Regions from separate parts of the Callithrix jacchus genome. Here region 2 is linked to region 1. Evidence: chromatin contacts called from public Hi-C data. All regions are on one chromosome and are shown on one strand. The core of a region is the stretch at or near the end of the contact, and the rest is flanking DNA. Distances in the headings are between cores, read along the strand shown. Region 1 has its middle 49 kb from the start of NR1D2. Region 2 overlaps THRB (thyroid hormone receptor beta).

Region 1 (2,734 bases), core at 199-2,698:
CGACGGAGTCTCGCTCTGTCACCCAGGATGGAGTGCAATGGCACCATCTGAGCTCACTGCAACCTCCGCCTCCTGGGTTCAAGCAATTCTCCTGCCTCAGCCTCCGGAGTAGCTGATAATAGGTATGTGCCACCACACCCAGCTAATTTTTGTATTTTTAGTAGAGGCAGTTTTCACCATGTTGGCCAGGATGGTCTTGATCTCTTGACCTCGTGATCCGCCTGCCTTGGCCTCCCAAAGTGCTGGGATTACAGGCATGAGCCACTGTGCCTGGCGAGGTTATGATCTTAAAAAAATTTATTTTGTGTGCAAAGTACACTGCTCCAGACTTAATATGGTCCCAGGCCTTTTACAAGCAAGTCTGATGGACACTGATTGGATGAGGTCCTGTGGTAGGAATCTACCTCACATTGCTGTAGATTTCTGAATTGCTTAATCCTCCTTGCTGCTTTTGTGCAGTGTGCGTGTAGAGCGGGAGAATTCTCCTGTGGCCACCAAAGAGGCTTGACATCTCAAAACCCTCAGAAACTTGTTTCTTCTTTTGTATCTAAGAGCTTTTCAGAAGAAAAAGAAGAAAAGAAAAGAAATAGCCTTGCTTCATTCAAATGTAGTAAAAGATTCTAGGTGTTTGTATTTTTAAGCACTCAAAGTGAGACTGTAATAAGCAGATAATTGTCATTGAGAGGTATCACACTTTATTTGCTAGGGATTTTCTATTGTTGCTTTTCCACTTAATAGATAGTGGAATTACAAGTTGCTATGGAAACCTAGCCATTGCCAGTGCTGCCTGGGCCTTAAAGACACAGAAATCACATTTTGTTTTATTCCATAGAGCTGACATTGTTATAAAACAGAGCAGAGCAAAGTGAATGCTGAATTAGACCAGACATCCTGCTCGCCCCTGTTTCCTCTTCCCTCCCCTCTGTGGTTTCTGTGTTTACCAGGCCCCTGAATTAGTCCAGTGTTAGAAATTGTATAATTTGGTTTCTGGAGTCCTTTCAAGAAAACAACTGCCTATCTGTCTCCTATACAGTTTTGTGACTTTTGTTGGTAACATGCTCTGGGAGTTAAGAAACTCTGGGGCTGATTGGCATATACGTAGTTCATCAACTCCCGTTCAAATCCAAGGTTTGACAAATGATAAACTTCTGTCTTTTCTGTGACCACATTTCTTTCATTCGGGTGGGATATCAAAAGAAGGCCCCAAAGTAACAGAAGACTGATTCTCGAGACATTTCCAACGGAGGGGAAGCCAGAAGGCCCTGGCAGATCTGGGATCCATCCTAGGCTATGCCAAGAAAACGAATTAGCAGCCAAACTTGAGGAAACACCGGAAATTCTGGCCACTGCCCTAAATGGGTTTTCTCACTCCTCTGAGCTTTGCCCACAGCCACTGAATGCATTACGTTACAAAGCTAATTATATAAGGTTTAAGAGCCAAGGGAGGGCTGATTCATTTGATAAGCTAATTTCAGAGCCTAACTTGAGCCTGGATGTATGCGTTGCTTAACAACAGGAATACTTTCTGAAAAATGTGTCATTTGGCAATTTCGTCCTGGCAGCATCATAGAGTGCACTTACCCAAACCTAGAGGAGATAGCCTACTACACATCTATGCTGTGTGGTATAGTCTATTGCTCCTAGGCTACAAACCTGCATAGCATGTACTAAATACAGTAGGCAGTTCTGACACGGTGGTATTTATTGCCTAAACATAACTAAATATAGAAAAGGTACAGTAAAAATATGGCATAATCCAAAGGGACCACTGTCATATATGTGGCTTTTCTTTTTTTTTGGAGATGAAGTTTCGCTCTTGTTGCCCAGCCTGGAATACAATGGCGTGATCTTGGCTCACTGCACCCTCCGTCTCGTGGGTTCAAAAGGTTCTCCCGTCTCAGCCTCCCGAGTAGCTAGAATTACAGGCTTCCACCACCACACCCAGCTAATTTTTTTGTATTTTTAGTAGAGACAGGGTTTCACCATGTCAGCCAAGCTGGTCTTGAACTCCTGACCTCAAGTGATCCACTTGCCTCAGCCTCCCAGAGTGTTGGGATTACAGGCGTGAACCACAGTGCCTGGCCATATATGGTTTTGTATTGATTGAAATGCCATTATGAGGTGCATGGCTGTACTTCTTGGAGGCATGAGAAGTTAAAGAATAAAACGAACTGTACCCTTTGCTATAGACATTGCGACTACCCTAAGTTTCCTGTCTATGAAAGTTTAGGTTTTACTGGGATATTGCTATTTACAGTCTCACTTAATTTTGCAGACTTTAGACCACTGTTGAGTGCTGACTTTTATGGCTGTTTTATGGGAGCAACAACTTTCTTTTTTTGGAGTAAGAAATGTTTATTTTCTTTGGAAGGTTAGATCAACTAATGAAACACTGTTACCCACCCTGGCATCGGGGTGATTTTGCTTTTACCCTGTGACTTCTTTGAGAACTCAGGGCAATTGTAGAGCTTCTCAGGAACCATGTTTATAAAATGGCTGGGCACAGTGACTCACACTTGTAATTTCAGCACTTAGGGAGGCCGAGGCAGGAGGATCACTAGGAGTTCAAGACCAACCTGGGTAATAGCAAGACCCCCTACCCTCACCCCTACAGAAAATTAAAGAAATTACAGAGAAGTGAAGAGATTAGTGGGGCAAGGTGGTGTGTACCTGTAGTCCTAGCTACTCTGGAAGCTGAGGTGGGAGGATTGTTTGAATCCAGGAGTTCAAGGCT
Region 2 (2,700 bases), core at 129-2,628, 240 kb after region 1:
AACTTCCTCAGGCCTACAGAGAAATCTGTTCCCATGCCTCTTGTCATCCTTCCTTGGATGGTGGCAGTCATGGCCAGTGCCGTTTATCCAAAGCACATTGCCAATTAAAACTCATTAGCTATGTGCTAGAGAAAAATATCCAAAAACGAGTACCTGCTATTGCACCAAAAAACCAAGCGCACCTTTCTTGTGGACTTCTAGGTTGAACCTTCTTCACCTGACCCTTGTATTTACTTTCTTAGAGCAGGGTTCTCAAAGTGTGGTCCGCAGATCAGCAGAATCAGATCACTTGGGAACAAGATAGTAATGCAGATGCTCCACCTCTACTCCAGCCCTAATGAGTTATAAACTCTGAGGGTGGGGTCCAGGGCCCTGCGTTTCTGATGCATGCTCGAGTTTGAAAACTACTGCTTTATAGTATTGGTACACCCCTCTGTCCATCGACACAAATTAGAAAGTCTTCAAAAGGTAGGCACCACCCTCCTTCTTTCCCCCACCAAGTTAGCACAGTGATCAGTGCATAGTAGGAACTCAAGAAACATTAGTTATGTATTGAAGCTAGGGCAGCTGTACTGCCTGCTCACCAGAGTGAATAAACACTCCCTTGGCATGCCACCTCTGAGAGGTTGCCAACGCTGGGTCTAAATTATCTCCCATTTCTTATGGGTTGTATTTTCCATATTTACAAATCAGCTTTCCCTAAATCCTCTCCAAGATTTTTACATTCTTTTCAGCTCAGGAAGCCAAAAACAAGACGGCATGTTTTAGCCAATGTCTGTTTCCTGCTGGGGGGAAGGGCATTTCTGCATGATTCTTAAATTCCATACTCCCAGCATGGTGATTATTTTCCGAACAATAGAACCAGATTGCTGATTCATGTTCGGCTCACGGCTCCAAGCATCTTTTTTTTCCCCCTGCTGTACTTGTGCCGATGCAACACAATAATGTTCTATTCATCCCTCTGAATTAGAAATGCCAGCAGCTCAGATATGCAACTAAAGAATCCCCCCTCCCCTCTGGTTTATTTAAAGCCTTCCCACAAATAACACATTTTGAAATATTAGACGGTGCTCACTTTGAGCCATTTGGCTTGGGCAAGGACAGTTAAACCTTATCTTTTTCTCAGCTGCTCCCTGCACAATGCCTGGCACACTGTCACTATCATTCTTAAACACTGTTTGTTGAGTGAATCACATACCCTCTTTTTGAGATTCAAGCCTTATCCTTTTCTTCTGCCGTGATGTATTACAATAAGCACTTTCTTAGATACAGAGAGAAAGCCCTGTTCTCACAGTCAGAAGCTCGTTTCTGGTTCCAGCCAAAGAATGACACTGACCTCCAGGTCTGAGGATCCTGGTGGGCTCCAGCCAGCCCCATCCAAGTTTGCACACTGTCTGCAGCACCAGTCCTGCCACCATCATACCAGCGAGACCTCTGGCTGCCTCTCAGCCCAGCCTTGCCAATGAGCAAGTGGGGTCAGCTGTGGAGTTTTGTTTCCTAGCTGCAAAGTCAAACCAGGGGGACTACTTAGTGCTTTGAAAGCTCTCAGGGTCAATCTGGGTTGCACATCAAAATCACCTGCGCATCTTTGAAGACGATCCCAGTGCCCAGGTGCACTCCAGGCTAATTAGTGTTGTAGCTCAGGCTTCAGTTTGTAAAGCGGTCTGGGTGATTCTGATACGCAGCCAAGGTTGAGAGCCACTGAAGTAGCCTCTCTACTTTAAGTATGCTTAGAGGCCCTAACGTAGCCTCCAAAGAAGTATCCAGGGGTCTCCTGCATCTGCTCTTGCCCCTTCTCATCTCTGTTTAAAATGGCATTTCAACAGTTAGAATATGATTCCACTCCTGTCACCCTCTGCTCAAATTCCCACTGTGGCTCCCACAAGGATCCGCCCCATCTTCCTCTCTGTCTCCTCTACCCATTTCAGCTTCACCAACTCCTTCCTAGTCCTCCAACGTGTCATATGTGTCCCCTTCAGAAGGCCTTTTGTGTCAGGATTTTTCCTTGCCTGAAATGCTCATGTCTGCAACACCAGCTTGGGTCCCTCCCTCACCTCCATTAAGGGTTGAACAGCTTACCTCCTCGGGGACGCCTGTTTGAACATCCCAGTGCTGTCACCTGTCTCTTCCTGGGCACGGGGCTTCCCAATACCACTTATCCTCCTCTCCTGTTTCTCTTGGCCATAGTACTTGGCATCCTTTAACATGCTATGCATTTTACTTCTGTGCTTTGCTGCTGCTGTTGGCCATTTGTCTCCCTCTGCTAGGAAGTCAGCTCTATGGGGACAGGGATCTTTCGTTCTGTTCATTGATGACCCCAAGTGCTAACACAGTGTGTAGTTCTTAGCAGACCCTTAGTAAATACTTGTTAAATGCAGCCCACCCTTGTTCGGGGTGCTAGGGAGAGGTGCTGAATGGAGGAAGGGAGGCTCAGTGACACAAAAGGAAAGACATTTTCTCAAAAATTACAGATTTTGAGGAAACACTTATCATTAAATTCTAATTATGAGGAGTTGCCAGGCAATGTCTGGGTTAAAAAAAAAAAGCGCATTATAGAGACAGGAAGTGGATGAGTGGTCAGCTAGGGCTGGGTGGTGAGGGTGGGGGACTGGTTTAAGGATGGGAGTGACTGCTCATGGATACAAGGGCTCCTTTTGGGATGGATGAAGGTATCCTAAAATGAGATTGCAGTGATGGTGG

What was found. A called contact is a pair of places that touch in the nucleus more often than the background predicts.
Region 2: a Hi-C map of induced pluripotent stem cells shows a contact between it and region 1, with 5 times the contacts expected there. The contact joins two enhancer-like sites. A contact is called at or near these places in 3 of 3 Hi-C or Micro-C datasets (induced pluripotent stem cells and skeletal muscle).

Annotation. Positions count from the first base shown.
Region 1 is chr17:62,342,468-62,345,201 of calJac240_pri, forward strand. No RefSeq gene overlaps it. Among named protein-coding and RNA genes, the nearest start is that of NR1D2, 49 kb to the left of the region's middle. Within about 2 kb of position 1,449, at least 3 of the 16 cell types and tissues checked have an H3K27ac peak or open chromatin away from gene starts, as enhancers often do.
Region 2 is chr17:62,579,498-62,582,197 of calJac240_pri, forward strand. The region is part of intron 2 of THRB (thyroid hormone receptor beta); the gene reads right to left. Among named protein-coding and RNA genes, the nearest start is that of THRB, 270 kb to the right of the region's middle. Within about 2 kb of position 1,379, at least 3 of the 16 cell types and tissues checked have an H3K27ac peak or open chromatin away from gene starts, as enhancers often do.